Regions from separate parts of the Mus musculus genome. Here regions 1, 2 and 4 are each linked to region 3. The links are chromatin contacts, called in public Hi-C and promoter capture Hi-C maps. All regions are on one chromosome and are shown on one strand. Each heading gives the region's core, a stretch centred on a gene start, on an enhancer-like site or on the middle of the called end of the contact. The rest is flanking DNA. Distances are from core to core; before and after follow the strand shown. Region 1 holds the start of Lmbrd1 (LMBR1 domain containing 1). Region 2 holds the start of Fam135a (family with sequence similarity 135, member A). Region 3 holds the start of Tram2 (translocating chain-associating membrane protein 2). Region 4 holds the start of Ube2w (ubiquitin-conjugating enzyme E2W (putative)).

Region 1 (3,885 bases), core at 442-2,941, 3.6 Mb before region 3:
TGCCTCTGACTCCCAAGTGCTGGGATTAAAGGCGTGTGCCACCACTGTCCGTTTAATTTTTAGTAAATCACATTTTGCACCTCGCAACAGTACTTCTCTACTGCCGGGTTGTTCCTGATTCAAGGCCACAAACTATCCAAAGGCTACTTTTCCACTGGCACTTTCTTCCAACAGTATCCTCTCCCAAGTCCTATTTCCCTTATAAAATCATATTTTCTCTTTCAATGCTTAAGATCTCTATTTCCTAACTTATGATCAGCCCCCTCTTAAAAAGCCACTTATTATTTTGTTTGTATCCTCCTAGATAAAACTACTGTATCCACAGTAAAACTACTGTGCTTTAAATGCTTTTTCATTAATCAAGATACTCCAACTCTACGTTCCTGCTGGTAACATGCTTATTTTTCACTAAACATATGGGCTGGGAAAGCCAGTGAATTCTCTCCTAGTACAGGGCTAGATAGCCTCCCTCCAGGACACAAGCTAAGCATGGCCCAGGGCAATGGGATTTGTTAAAGTGAAGGGAGCATGCCAGTACTAAGACTGAATTTAGGGTTCCTGAACATGCAAGGCAAGTGTCGTGTGCGTGTGTGTGTCTGTGTGTGTGTCTGTATCTCTGTGTGTGTGTGTGTGTGCGCGCGTGCGCGCGCTACCTGATGAAAAACTGAAAAACTTGACTACCTGAACAAACTACCCAAGGGTCAGTATAGGGAATCTGAAACACATCGGACGAGTTTCAAAATGCAAACACTAACTGACCATAGGACTGAAGTCTTTGTAGAGTGGGGAAGGATTTGACAATATGAAATGTCATAAGAGAAGCAAACTAAACGAAGTCAGAAAGTAACAACCAGGTCACTCTGAGTCACTACAGTTGGGTTTTGTGCACCCAATGATCAGAGAAGTCTGGAAAAGAAGGCACCTGAGGTCAGACAGGTAATAACCTCCCGCCTGGCCAAGCGGCTCTACAGCGTTCTAAGTGGAATGTAATACCTAGAACGTGACACTCACGTCATCAAGGCAGAATCGCACAATGGGCGCGGGGAAACAAGGGGGGGCGGGGGGGGAAGGAGGCATTTAAACAAATAAACAATTGATTCTGTCAGAGCCCAGAAGCCTGGCCCAGAGGCGGTGAGGACTCCAATTCAAGCCGTGATCACGCCTTTCTCCACCCCGAGGGTCGCTCGTCCCCAAACTCACCCGCCAGCTACATTCTCAGACAAGAGACAGAAGCTGGCTGAAGTTAGGAAGGAGACCGCGGAGGATCAGCGCCTCTTCGCCTTCCTCCGGAGACCCTCGCGGACCCAGCAGAGAGCAGGGCGGGCGAGGAGGGTCCCCGACAGGCGAGGCCAGCGCTGGCCCGCCCTCCTCCTCCTCCCACCCCCTCACCCTGGGAGAACTCGGAGCGCCTCCCCTACCAGGAGCAAGAGGCCGAAGATGCACCAGCCGATCACCAGCTCGGCCGCCGCCGCCGCCATCTTCGCTTCCGGTCCGGATAAGCCCAAAGGGGTGGGGAGGGAAGGCACGGGACGGGACGGGACGGAACGAAGAGGGACCCGGAACTGCGCAGCCTAAAGGTTAAAGGGGCGGAGGGGCAGAGCGGAGGGTTGCCAAGGAGACCCGGCCCGCGAGCGTCCCCTGGCGACCAGCCGAGCCGAGGCGGGGCGCACCCGACGCACCGTGACGTCACCACGCTGCCCGCCCACGCGCGGCCTGCGTGCCACTTGATCTTGCTGGCACTCTAGGAGCTTTACGGAGGCAGGGCTGTGTCTGTGCCTCTGAATGTAGAGTGACATTACGGGTTTTCATTGCTTCCAAAAACAAGGTTTTGATCCCATTATGCAATCAGAAGTCATCCTGGTGCAGGAATGACTCAGAATAAAAGAATGTCATCTGCCCAGATGACTTTATAATTTGCTGATGACCAGGTCACGTCATTGCTTGACGGCACTGTGCTACCACGTGATGTTTCGTTTTGTTTTGTTTTTTCCATCTGCGCGTACCTGTGAATTTCCATGATGGTTTCATACAATTAAAATGTCCGAGTCTATGAACTGTAGGTGCTAATAATATGCTCAAGTGAACAAAACAGAGATTGTTGTAAATCTTATGTGAAGCTGAGGGAAAACCTGGGATGCTTGCCTGGGTCCCGTGGTGTATTAGTGTGTATTTAAATTGAATAAACAAACCCCGGCGTGATATTTAGTTTTGATTGTGGACGTTTGTCTGTGGGCTTGATACAATGCAGAACCATCTCGGAAGACTCAGTGACAAATTGTCTCGAATACATTGTCCTGTGGGCTTGTGAGGGATTTTTTCCTTTAATTGGGCTGAGGTGAGAAGCCCCACCCTGAATGTGGGTGGTAACATTTCCACATCCCTGGACCAGAACTGAAGACTTACTTAGCATGCGTGCATAACTCATTGCTGTGTGCGCTTGACCTTGGATGTGAGTAGCCACCTCTAGTTCCTGCTGTCTATAACATCACCACAACAATGCGCTGAAACCTTGCACTGTGAACCCAATAAACACTTCCATCCTTAGGACACTAAGACACTTAGGATGCAGTCAAAACAGTTTATGGATGAACTCCATCGTCGCTATAGTTTATTCTGCTGTGATATTATTACTCACCTTGGTCTTATTTCTGACTGGAAGTCTGCAGTAGTTAAGGGTTGGGTAGAAGTGTCGAAATGAGAAGAAAGTGGAAACAGAATGTGTTTTATATGAACCGGTCCCATCAGAAACTCTCTGGTGGAAGTGTGTGTCCGTCTCTGAGATCTCATGTGTGTCCCCAAGTGCATCACCAACAAGTCATGCTTGTGCTTTACTTCTTGAGCCAATGCCTTTTAACCCTTCTGTAGTAGGCTTGCTGGTTAGAGGAGATATCAAAAACCACCTGAGACCAGTCATCCCTGTTGTCTTCAATGGCCCAAATCCTCTTTGAAAACGATCACATAATCAGTAATTTTGTGAGCACAAGCTGTTCCTCCTGAAGCTGCATTTCCCTAATTCTGCCATGGAACAAATAACTTACTTTTGCATATTTCCATAGGATTCAGATCCCATTCCACATTGGTATGAATCAGACAACACCTTTCTCTATATCGTAGTATTATGTCCATTTTCAAATAGGTTCCTTGAGACCTCTTCCATTAGGCAGTTGTCCATCACTAAGTGAAAGTACTTGAGATAATCAATTTATAAGTCTTATTATGGTTTATGATTTCAGAGGTTAGAACCCATGGTTATCCAATCTATTGCTTTGACTCATGGTGTCTTACATGGTATATTATGTAAGACTGTGTGGTAGAGAAAAACTTTACCTCATGGCAGCTGAAGAACAAAAATAGAGGAAGCGACTGAGTCCACTTGTGGTGGTTTTGTAGTTCTACCTCCTCTGTTTCCTCTCTAAAGTATCCAGACACAGCTGATACACACCAGGTTTGAAGGATGAAGCAGCATTCGGAACCAGTGGGGTCTACAGGACTCCAGTCTAGTGTGAGCAGGTGCCAGGGAGAAGGCCTTCTCCAAGGATTTTGATGAATAGCTCTCTTAGACCATCTTAGCTTGTGTACATACCTTTCTTCAGGGAGGGCTTGTATGCGTACACTTTATTCAGGGCAGAGAAGGACTATATATGAGCAGAGAGAAAGAGAGAGAGAGAGAGAGAGAGAGAGAGAGGTAGAAGATGAGAGAAACTGGATTCCTCAGACAAGGTTCCAGAAAGGGAAGCCTTGCTGGTGAAGGAAGTCTTCCATTTTGTGTGGAGATCAGAGGAGCTATCCCGACCCGACATGGTAGACTATCCCTTTCATTTGCAGGCTTTCCCCACAGGTTTAAATAGATATGGCTCCAATAAACTCATGTGTTTGAATGCTTGC
Region 2 (3,866 bases), core at 1,011-3,510, 3.0 Mb before region 3:
ATCATCTGAGTTGCAATCCAGACGTAACTGCTTGAGCCTTTCCATACCGTGCTGTAAAAAGCACTCTGTAGTCCAATCAGTTGTGCAGTCTCAAGGTTCTCCTGGCAATGCATTATTAAAGACTATGCCACATAGATTATAAAAGTGCATTTATTGTCTATAGATTCCAATCTTCTCCTTTACTGCGTTCACTAAGTAGCAAAGTCTTCTCAGTCCTCATTATCTCCATTCAACAACGAGATGCAAGTCATGCCACTAGCTTAAAAAGAAATTCTCTCATATACTTATTGAGAAAAGGGATCACATTGTAGCTCAGGCTGCTCTCAGCCTGTCCAGTGCAGCAATTACAGGTGAGAAGCCTGAAACACAGCTGAGTGCTTTCTTTTTAACTGGAGGATTGGCATGGTCACTGTCTTATACCATTCTTTTCCCAGAGAGACCACAGCCATTAAGCCATGAAGTAACATCACAACATGATGAACTAATATATTCGCCCTTTAAACCCGAAGCTGTTGTACCCATAAAGGAAGTGCTAAACTTAGACTTCGCTTGCCTCAGTCTCATATTTGGTGTTAAAGAAATATAACTTCCCAAAAATACCTTACCATTGTGCATTGTGGACACCCATCGTAGTAGATATGACTCTGTCTGTAAAAAACAAGAGTAACTGTACCAGAAGGATCATTTATGCAAACATTATCATAAGGTGACACGGGCATTCCAATCCTGTTCAAATTTTGCCCAAAAACTGAAGAAAAGCCAGTGGTTAAATCACATTTAACACTTGGTTTCAAACGGCCTAAGGTACAAGGCCACATCACCACTGCCAAGTGGACAGAAAGGTTTCATTCATGTTTATTCTAGCAAATATACACAATATTTGCCATTTTTAACCATCTTCAAGCAGATTATCAGTGGCATCATGTTCCCTCACATTATATCTAAGAGACACCACTCTCTCCTCCTAATTCATTTTTATCACAAGCTGTGTTCTGTTCTCCCCATTCATTTTATCTTGAGCTGTGTGAAAGTGTTACAGCTCTGAGGGAAATTTTCAGCTGTTGCTGAAATTCCCAACCTTGCTTGAGTCACACACAGAAGCTTTAACGAGCTATAAAATGTCCTGCTGGTGGCCCAACTTGAGACCCATCCATGGGCAAGCACCAAACCCTGACACTATTATAAGGATACTCTGTAGGCTCCACCCAGGAGATGATTCAAACCGAAGCAGACACCCACAGCCAAATAGTGGATGGAGCGAGGGGCCTCTTATGGAAGAATAGGAGGAAAGATTGCAGTCCTGAAGGGGATAGGAACTCCACAGGAAGACCAACTAACCAGGACCCTTGGGGCTCTCAGAGACTGAACCCCCAACCAAAGAGTATACACGGGCTGGACCTAACCCCACTTCCTCCAGCATGTGTGGCTGATGTGTGGCTTGGTCTTCATGTGGGTCTTCAACAACGGGAGGGGGAGGGGAGCTACTATCCCCAAAGCAGCTCCATTTATGTGGGATATGTTTTATTAGCTGGGCTGCCTTGTCCTGCCTCAGTGGGATAGGAAGTGCCAGCCTCACAGACTCAGAGAAGGGAAGGGGGAGTGGGGGAAGGACTGTGGGAGGGGAGGGGATCTGGAAGGGGGAACCGAGCAGGATGTAAAGTAAATAAATCTTTAAAAAATGTTCTGTTCGGACAGCGGGAAAGAAGAAAATGAAGTTAATCAATGAAAGACTATGGGCTTCCGTTAATGGAATTTAAGACCTGAAAGCTTCTATTTAAGATGTCATCAATCAAGACACTAATAGATCAGCTGCACGCATGGCCACACCATGGATGGCCCCATTAGCGACTGCTGGGGCAGCACCGACCCACTGCCCTGGCAGAGGCGCGAGGGTCGGCTCTAGCCATGGCAGCAAGGAGAGAAGACGTAGATGACTTCGAGAGAAATCTCCTCAGTCTTCAACTGTCCTTTCGCATCTCTTGGGGCCCTTTAACTCTCGACCAGTGGTTCACACTATCCCCCCCCCTACCCCCAGCTCCCACCCCGGCTGGGCTCGCGCTTTTTATTGACGCAAGTCTCCCGTTCTCGCGGGAACTCGGGAGGGGCGAGCCGGGAAGGGAGAACAAATCTTCAAATCTCGGTTGGCGCCGGGGGCCCGCGGCAGCTGAGTCTCCTGGGGGGGCGGGACTTGGAGCCCAAGGGGGCGGGTCCTCGCCTCAGAGAAGGCGGGACGTTGCGGGAGGGGGAGGGGAGAGCCCCAGGGGCGGGGCCGCGGGCCGGGACCTGTTGAACGCAGGTAGCGCTCGGCGGCCCGGTTCCCTTGGGACCGACGCGACTGCGCATGCTCGCCGGCGGCTCTGGGCCGGGAGCCGAGCGCCGGAGACGAGCCGGCTCTTGGCTTTGCGGTGGTTGCGGGTGCTGCGATGGCGATGTGAGCGGGCCCGGGGCGGGATGGTGCGGACCTGGCTAAGGACGCCTACCAGCCGGACGCAGAGCTCCTCCGTCGCACAGGCGCCAGCCGAGGCCGTGCCGGTTGAGAGGTGAGCCCCTCGCTGTCCGCGCGACTCCCGGCCCCGCGACGCGGGCCAGGTCCATCTCCCCCGCGGGGCCGGACAGGAAGTGGCCTCCTCGCCTCGTCTGCCTCTGGCGCCCTGGCCTCAGTCGGAGCCGGGTCCTGGGCCCGCTGAAGGTCGGCGGGGACGCGAGGGGCGCGGCGCGCAGGCGGGTGCCCCCGGCCGGCCCTTGCCACTCGTCGTGCCCGGTGTCCCGCCGGCTCTCCGCCCCACTCCACGGTCGCCGCCTGGTCCTTCGACCCTCATTCGCTTCCACCCGCGCCCGCGCGCCCTTTGGCTCCGGGGGTCCCTCGACGTCGGTCGAGCTCTCCGCTCGGTCCAGCTCGGTCCCTCGACTGTGCATCCCCAGTCGTTAACCTCTTGGCCGTCGCCGATCAGTTTCCTCGCTGTTAGCACTATTTTCTCCTTTGGCACCTCGTTCTAGCTCTTTTGTTAGTTACTGACTTGTGGGAGGGTGGGCTTTTTGGCCTTTTGCGTTTTGTTGTTGCGTTTAAGCATCTCTTTGCTCCAGTGTCGAGCCTTGCCTTCAGAGGCCCTCACTCTCTTAACCTCTTTTGGTCCCCCCGCCTCATTGCTTTCGGTCCAGCCGCTCCTAACCACCGAACCGATTTTAGTTCTTTAATGTTGGTGTTTTGTTTTTTAAGCCATAAAACTCCTTTTTCCTATATGTGTGGATGGAACCTCTTTTTCAGTCCATATGTTTTACTTTTTATTACATCCCCGAAGAGTTGTAACAACCTCTGTTCTCTTCTGCTTTCTACGCAAGCTAGGGCTATGCCTAGTATCCCCACTGAAGCTTCCAGAGCAGTTTCTTCATCTTTCTTCACCAGAAATTCTCTAAAGAATGGCAGCTCACTTGATTGGATCTTGAATTACATGTACCAGTCATGTTATGAGAAACAAACTGGCCATTTATAAAGAGTTAAGATTTGCCAGAGGTCAGTGCTCCAGTAAATAACAGTTGACCAGGAACAAATCTGAAGTGAAATTTAACAAAAATTACTATATAAAATGTATTGATTTGTTGTTTTACGATTACGGTTGGTTACATCATTTTGAGCTTGTTCTATTTAATAAATGCGTACAGTTTTTGCGAACAAGAATAGGATAATTGCTTATCAAGAAAGAAGTATTTAATCTTTTGATTTGGGCAAAAGAACTTAATACATTTGGGAGCTTTTCTTCCCTCCATTTTGAATCCAATCTAATTGAAATGAACCTTGTGTTTCTGTTGACGATGGTGTAGTGTCACGCTCTGGAGGCATCTGCTGAGGCAGTTACTGTCAGTAAAGT
Region 3 (3,589 bases), core at 993-3,492:
GCTGGATTGGAAACATATAAAACTGCCACACTTGGATTAGCATGTCTTTCTTCTCAGGAGTTAGTTATGTCTGTCACATGGTAGGTGCTCCAAGGGTATTATGCCAAATGAAATGGCTAATAAACAAGATAATAACAAACTTTGGAAATACACGGGTGATTTGTGGGGGTCACATGTGGAATGATGAAGAAGGGGAGTGGTGAGAATTCTGAGATGAGCCTTTACAGGACTCTGTGGCTGAGTGAATAAGAAAGGCTGGGAATGGGCTTGCAAAACTCCTGCAAAATGCAGGATGCTGTCAATTCTTAGTATTAAGAGTGTGTATTGCAAGCACTGGGAAGTGTTTAACCCATTGTTTGTATTAAAGATGGCCTGGGCAACCTGGACTTAGAAATGGCTGTGATGGCTGAAGGAAGCTTTTGGTGCTCCCTCGGCAGTTGTCAATGTGATGCACCATCAAACATACATCTTAGAATCTTGTGTCTTATTGTTCAACTATTCTGCAAAGGGAAGAGCTATCAGCTGCAAGAGCAATGTCTAAAACATCTCTGCTTTTTCGACTGTTTTATTTATAAATGGGAGGGGTGGTGAGTTCTACTGTTTCCCATGGATTTTGGCCTCAAGTATTAAACGTTAGATTGACACCATTACATATGCGAAGGAAATTCCCACAAATCATTGACCATTAGAACATTTGTACATTGAGAGTCAAGGTGCTCCAGAGTTCTTTACAAGGCTAGGTCCGAATTTCAGAAGAGTCTTGATTGGGGAGACAGCGTAGTGAGTGATAGTCCATGCTGTGCAAATACTAGGACCTGACTTGGAATCCGCAGAACCCATGTAAAAGTTGGCCACAAGGGGCATTTCTACTGGGAGATGGGAGGAGCTAGAGGAGCAGCTAGCCTGGCCTACCTAGTGGAAAAGTCAACACAAAGAGAGACCTTGGAACAAACCAGGTGGAAGGTGAGGCCTGACACCGGAGGTCACTGGGGCGAAAATACATAAATATGTGAGCTCATGCATGTGCAGCCCCTATATGTCATAAACTGTACGCACGTGCACGCACGCACGCACGCACCGGTCTTAACTTTAAACAAAGGTTAGTCCAATATAGGCATTAATGCCCCCCGCCCCGCCCGTGGAGTTAGAAGCCCTAGGGCTGTCTGTTAAATAGTGCACAGTTTAGAATACAGGAGATAAATTTCTTTAAGGAACTTCATTCAGTTCTAGTTACCTTCAGACTGCTATTTTTGCAAACTCGTAACCGTGAAACTAATTTTAAAAAAAGAAAAGAAATTAAACAGTCCTCTGTTCATTTTGCATTTCTGTACATTTAGAAGCGATTATTTGTTCCTTCATTACTGGCAGGATTAAATCCAATATTTGCTAGTATAATTTATTTTAAAAGACCTTTTGTCCTTCCGGAAGTAATTTTGAAACTTAATATTAAATGGAAACGTTGGGTGAGGATCTTTTTTTTTTTTTTTTTTTTTTTTTATTTCTTCAGTGTTTATTCTTCCACTTCTGATCAATTAATATTGAAGGTAGTGAGCCCTGAAAAACCAATTCTGGGCAGTACCTGGCCTTTTAAGTGAAGGAGTAAAACGCGGGGTACCTGCACGCCCTTGCAAAGTAGGCTCTACTAAGGCAAGGCCTTGGGGTAGCTGCTGAAGGTTCTGAGAGGTTGAACCTACACTGTGCAATCCTTCAGACACAGGAGTAGCCATGCATTCATTTAAGATCCAGCGCAGGGCTGGGGCCAGTCCACAGGCCGGCACGAAGCTTCCCGCCCCGGGCCCTTCCTGCAGAGGAAGAAGCTGGGCGCTAGGAGTGGGATCCCGGCCCACTTCCTGTCCAGCAGCTCGGGAGCCGCTTCCTCTCAAAGCCGGAGGACAGGGCTTCCATTCCCGCGTCTCAGCGAGGTTCACGGAAGAGTGTACCCCCGGTGGAAGCCGCAAGCACCGGTAGCGAGCGCGGCACAAGGGTTAGGCGCGCCGGGCTCGCCCAGGAGGCGTGGCCGGTGGCGCTGGCCAAAGGGCTTGAGGGCGGGGCGGATGGAGGAAGGGGGTGTGGCCAGAGGCGCGCGCCTTTGCGGCCTGGGGGCGGGGCGGACGGAGGAAGGGGGTGTGGCTAGAGGCCCGCGCCTGTGCAGCCGCTGCGGGGCGAGGGCTGTGGCCGGGGGCGGTTCCGGGCGGCAGGCCGGGGCGGGGCGGGCAGAGGAAGGGGGCGGGGCCCGAAGTTGTTCCGCGCTGGGCTGCGGGGCTGGCGTGCGGACCGGGCCGGGCCGGAGAAGTTTTCGCTGGGGCTGCTGAGCGAGGGTGCGGGCCCCCGCAGGCGGTGAACGCCCGCTGCCATGGCTTTCCGTAGGAGGACGAAAAGTTACCCGCTCTTCAGCCAGGAGTTCATCATCCACAACCATGCAGACATCGGTTTCTGCTTGGTGCTCTGCGTCCTCATCGGGCTTATGTTCGAGGTGAGTAGAGCGGGGAGGGGGTGCTGCAGGGGTTGGCGGTCCTAACTCCCGTCCTCCGAGGCGCAGACAGGGATTCCCGGACCTCATCTGGGCTGGAGCGCGCCCGGCTGGGATGTCCCGCACGTTATCTGCACCTCTGGCTTTGTGCACTGTATCCACTCTGGCCTGGACCTAAGAGAGTCCAGACAGCACCCCTAACTCCTAGCTGTGCGGGCCGTGCCATGCTCTGTCGCCCCCCTTGGACACCCACCACATCCTACAACTCTATCTGAATCTCAGAAACCCATACCTGGCCTCGAACCAATTGCAGAGCTGCCTTCCTGGCCCTATGGTTGGGGTTTCCTTTCTGGCGACTTGGTGCCAATGTGGGAAACTCCTAGACCAGCTGTAATTGCACAATCCCCCCTCCTTCTCTCTAGTGGGGGCCTCCAGATCTTCTAGGCTTTTCTAGTGGAAGGGACCCTAACCCTCTCCACCTCTCTTGTGGCTTTCTGGAAGTTCTTCATCCTAACCTCTGGAGCTTGCTCCAGGTGTTCACATGTGGCCCTGGCTCCATCCCAGAGGGACCTTCTGCTACCAACCTCTCTTTAAATATGACCTAAAGGGCTAGTTTTAAGATATCCTTTGGCACTTTGAACTGTTCCTGTAGATCTGTGTGAACTGGACCCAGAGCCTCATCCCCTTTGCAGGAGCCAGTAGAGGGATACTCTCTGTGAAAGGTGATTTCCTAGTCGCTGCAGGGATGTGGGGTGGGAACAGAGAAAGGGATCCTGGATTCAGCACTGTGCTGGTGTAGGCCTCAGAGCTGTCTGTGTAAACCACTAAGGGGTCAGAATCCGAGGTCCCTACTCCAGAGTGCTGCAAAACGGTGATATTGAAAAGTGGGAAGGACTTACTATAGTATATATTGTCTCCAGAGCACCATAGGTAATAGGTGACAGTCCCATGGCTTGGGTCGCCTGGTCTTGAGAACACTCATTCCTATCCTCTCTTCTGTGTAAGTTTCCTGATCTGCATTCTACAGGGTAGTAAGAAGGTGCACCATTTAAGAGTTACTTGTCTATCCCTGCATCTACCCATATCTCCCTTATCTACCCATATCTACCCATATGTCCC
Region 4 (4,069 bases), core at 1,203-3,702, 4.5 Mb after region 3:
ATTATTGAATTTAATATAAACAATGATTCTGTTTCTTTCTTTCGTTTGTTTGTTTGTTTGTTTGTTTTAGACAGGGTTTCTTTGTGTATCCCTGGTCGTCCTGGAACTCTGTAGACCAGGCTGGCCTCAATCTCACAGAGATCCACCTGCCTCTGTTACCACCACCCACCTAAAGAATAATTCCACTAAAGAACAATTCATCATATTCATTCTACTTTTACTTGGCTCCAGTTGTCCCAAAGATGTATTTTACAATTCGTTTGAATTGCTAAGTGGAATTAACATTACATTTTGTGCTACTTATGTTTTATCAAAAATACTGCTTTTTAAAAGATTTTCTAACTTTTACTTCATCATGGCTGAGCCTTTTTCTAACATGGTTGTGTCAATTCCTTCCCTATTGTTGGGGATTCACTTCCACTTCCCCTTTTCGTAGTATCCCACTTTAAGGGGCCATATCCACTAATAAGCCATGTTCTGGGAAAAAAATGTGAGTATCTCCATCAAATAACGGGCAGTCAAGAGCTTTAGGAACACTTATTCTCACTGAAAATAGCCTCTACATCACTCCTTGCTCCTGAGTATGTCGGCGAACAGTCTGTTATATATTTTTGCCTTTTGTTTTGCTTTCCGTACTCAGAGATCAAATCCAGGATCTCCTACATGTTAACCACAGGTTTTCCCAGTGAACTATACACCCCAGACCCTATTATGTATTAATTAAAGAATAAAGACGATAGGTAGTTATGAGCTGCTTAGAATTTCCTAGGATGTGACTTTGCCTCCCGTGAAGATCCCTTGGACACCTGTGAGGTGGAAACCTGACATTAGTTCTACTGTAAGCAACACCAAGGTGTAATTGCTTTTCTTCCTTCTGAGTACCTTGTCTAGTAGGCCATTTACTTTGATGAGGTCATAATGCCATGTTTGTAGAGTCTCCTTTGTCATTTACACCTTTGAGAAGAATCAACTTTTAAAACAACATGAACATTAGCTGGTACATTACAGCCTGAGATCACAGGGACAAAGATCTCTGGAAGGCCTGGTGGAGACTCTTTCCTGTAAGCGTACCTCATCACTGGGCTATGTGGGCACTTTGTTCCATGTTGTGATGGTAACGACATACCTGAACTGATAGCGGATATGCTTCTGGTTGAGTCCTGTACTCCAAGTCATGCAAACCCCATGGAAAAGTTCCTCCATGGTGAAGAGAAACCGTCTTGAATATTACACCACAGAAAAACTGGCAGATTTAGACATCTTTTCCTCTCTTGAACACATTTCCTTACGGATGTTCTCAGAGGAACATCGTGCTCTAGCTTAAGTGTGAGAGTGATAACCTACATCACCATTATATTTATATTTTAGAGAAATGTCTAAAAATGAAGCCAAGTCAATAAAAATAAAGATTTAAACTTTCATCCGGGTAAAGTAAAAGCCTTCTACTCAACATGCCATCCTCTCTGATTCCTTTAGAGACAGGACATGAGGTGCAAGCTTTTGGCTTCCATTTTTCGTTTGGTATTTAAGTAAACGACATCTTTGGTTCCGGAGGAGCTTTAAAAATGTGACTTCTGATAAATGCTGGCAGAACTGGTGCATTCCTAGAATAAATTCTGTATGCTCAGCGATTTCTACTCAAGCTCACTCATAGGTCGTCTGATCATGCAACTGCCCACCACAGAATAGGGTGAAGAGAAATCTAGGCATGGCAGAAGGTTTAAGTATTAAGTATTAAGTATTAAATTACGTAAACTATATTCATTATATTGAGATTTCACGGCTAGAGTCAAATTGTTAATCAAAAGTAAGACTGATGTAACAACGACTCTTATGGTATACCTGGACTTTACAATTTAGAGGGTTAGGGAACTAGAAAATTGCACACAAAAGGGAACTCCATTATTCACCCTCCTTCCCTTTCCAGCACGTTTCAAATCCAATTGTTCTTGCTTTTAAGATCACTGCTCTCAGTTTTCATTCTGTCCTATAGGGAAACCTGTGACTCTCTGCCCCTCAAAGTAGAAGCTTCCTAGGTCTGCAAATACCAGAAAGCATCTCCAGGCGAAGTTGTATCTGCCTCAGGAGCGAAAACACGGTAGGTGTAAAAAAGACATATGAAGGGGGTGGGCTGTAAATCTTACACTTGTAGCTGGAAAAACAAAATGAGATCCCCTCCCTGCCAAATGCCCGGACAGCATTGTGACCTCGGCATAACGCTTCAGTCCGACCTGGAGCAGCGCCTCCGCCAGCACTGAGGGTGGGCCCGCGTATAAATTGGCTGGGATGCAAGGTACCTAGGGAGCCCGGCCTGGCCCCGCCCCGCCCCGCCCCGGGCACCCGCGCGCTAGCCAATCGGACACGCGGGCCCCTTCCCATCGGCGACTCCACCCCCGTGCCCGGGATGTTGGGCCCCCGCGGCGTGACGCGAGCACGGCGGCTCCGCCCCCTGCGTCTCGGGCCTCGCTGGCCTTGGGGGGATGGTTTCATCATGGCGTCAATGCAGGTGAGCGGAGCTGCTGCAGCGGGGAGGGCGAGGGGGCCATCGAGACGAGGTGAGCGTCTGCGCGGGGTCGGCGTCCGAGACCTCTGGGCCTGGCTCCGGGCGACCTTCCCTGACCTCGGGGCGTCGGGGGATCGCCTGGCGGCGAGCCGAGCGGGGGTGTCGGCCGGTGGCCGCGGACAGTAGCGGCCGCGAAGTTGTGGCATAAAGGCGGCTTAGGGGGAAGAAAGGGCGAAGTTCGTCGTGCGCTTCGCGGTGGGGGCTCCGCTCCGCGCCCCTACGCGAGGATGCCTGCCGCTCGGCTCCCTGGCCACCGCCGGGATGCTTTTCCCCTCGCGCTCCCCAGCGGGGTGGAAACAGCTGTGCCCGCCGCCGTCACCCGCGGTCGGGGCGGCCGGAGACCGGCAGAGCCCCTCGCCGAGGACGGCCGCCTGCCCACGGCGCTCCGCGGCCTCTGCCCGGCCTCCCACGCGCAGCCTCGGATCGCCGGACTCATGCTCGTTCTTCTCTGATCTTCATCCGGTGCCCGGTGGGTGCCTCCTTCTATCAGCCCGCACTCTGGGCATTCCCTGGCAGCCCACGTCTCTTCTTCGAAGCCGCCCTTCGTCCCTGTCCCCAGCGTCCTGTGCTACCACAACGTGCGAGCTCGTGGGCCTGCTCCTCGGCCTCGATAGAAACTCGCCCTCTTAAATTTTTTTTTCTTGCGATGCCCCACCCTTGCGGGATTGGTAAGGCCGTGGCTCCTTTGCCTTTCTTTCCCAGACCTTTAAAACCTTAGTTTGGTAGGAGACGCCTGTTAACCTGTGCTCTGTCAGACTTGAAGGTGTTTTTTGTAGCTTCCAACTTAATGTATTCCCCCCCCCCCTTGCAAATCCAATAAAAGAAAAAATTTTCAGGCAAAGATGGCAACCACAATTGTAGTTTCTAGAGATTGCATTATCTATAGCCGGCATTTAATTTGCAGATAGGGCTAGCGGTGTTAAAGCACATAGGAAGAGAGAGTAGAACTCTTGTAGCGTGTCAGCGGAACGCTTTTTGGAGTTTTAACATCATCCTCGAGTAACATCCGCATTTTCCTTAGAATTTTTGGTTTTTGTTTCTAGAAGAATAAGCAAGATCTCGTTGTTGGCGCTTCTCTGCTAGCAATGGTTTGCATTCTTACGCATTTCCCTCCTTCCCCTGTATCTTCCTTCAATCAGCTTTCCTTATGGTATTCTTTTTGCATTTGCTTGTACTTTTGGCCTTTCCTGCAGTAGCATTCTTAGGTGAAGAGGTGTCACGAAATGGTGCAGTGAAACAAGAACAATTTCAGGAAACGTTATACTTTACTAGTCTCCCCAGAGACGTTAGAGAAGTTTCATCATTTGAGGCCAAAAAAGGAACTGTGGAACATCAGTTGACAGCAGATGGGCTATATGATTGCTTTAAGATTTTTATCTGTATTAAGACATTATTTGTTACTAACACTTGACGGTGATCTGTCTTAAGATACAGGCATTATTTAAGACTAAAAATGAAGATTAAAATCCACACTGGGATTGTATCTGGCATGAGAGCTGGTTAGCT

The links. Promoter capture Hi-C pulls out the DNA fragments that hold promoters and counts their contacts. Hi-C and Micro-C count contacts between places; a contact is called where the count stands out from the background.
Region 1: a Hi-C map of CD8 T cells shows a contact between it and region 3, with 5 times the contacts expected there. The contact joins the promoter of Lmbrd1 here to the promoter of Tram2 in region 3. A contact is called at or near these places in 1 of 39 promoter capture datasets (liver) and 2 of 484 Hi-C or Micro-C datasets (CD4 T cells and CD8 T cells).
Region 2: a contact with region 3 is called in a promoter capture Hi-C map of liver, with 4 times the contacts expected there. The contact joins the promoter of Fam135a here to the promoter of Tram2 in region 3. A contact is called at or near these places in 3 of 39 promoter capture datasets (cranial neural crest, liver and maxillary cranial neural crest).
Region 4: a promoter capture Hi-C map of pre-B cells shows a contact between it and region 3. The contact joins the promoter of Ube2w here to the promoter of Tram2 in region 3. A contact is called at or near these places in 2 of 39 promoter capture datasets (cranial neural crest and pre-B cells).

Annotation. Positions count from the first base shown.
Region 1 is chr1:24,676,350-24,680,234 of GRCm38.p6, reverse strand. It overlaps Lmbrd1 (LMBR1 domain containing 1), which reads right to left and starts at 1,691. Exons shown (of 16, transcript NM_026719.2): 1 at 1,419-1,691. The coding sequence starts at 1,478.
Region 2 is chr1:24,098,735-24,102,600 of GRCm38.p6, reverse strand. Fam135a (family with sequence similarity 135, member A) reads left to right here and starts at 2,260. Exons shown (of 21, transcript NM_026604.4): 1 at 2,260-2,540.
Region 3 is chr1:21,077,878-21,081,466 of GRCm38.p6, reverse strand. It overlaps Tram2 (translocating chain-associating membrane protein 2), which reads left to right and starts at 2,242. Exons shown (of 11, transcript NM_177409.3): 1 at 2,242-2,473. The coding sequence starts at 2,354.
Region 4 is chr1:16,617,674-16,621,742 of GRCm38.p6, reverse strand. Ube2w (ubiquitin-conjugating enzyme E2W (putative)) reads left to right here and starts at 2,452. Exons shown (of 6, transcript NM_025773.4): 1 at 2,452-2,506. The coding sequence starts at 2,492.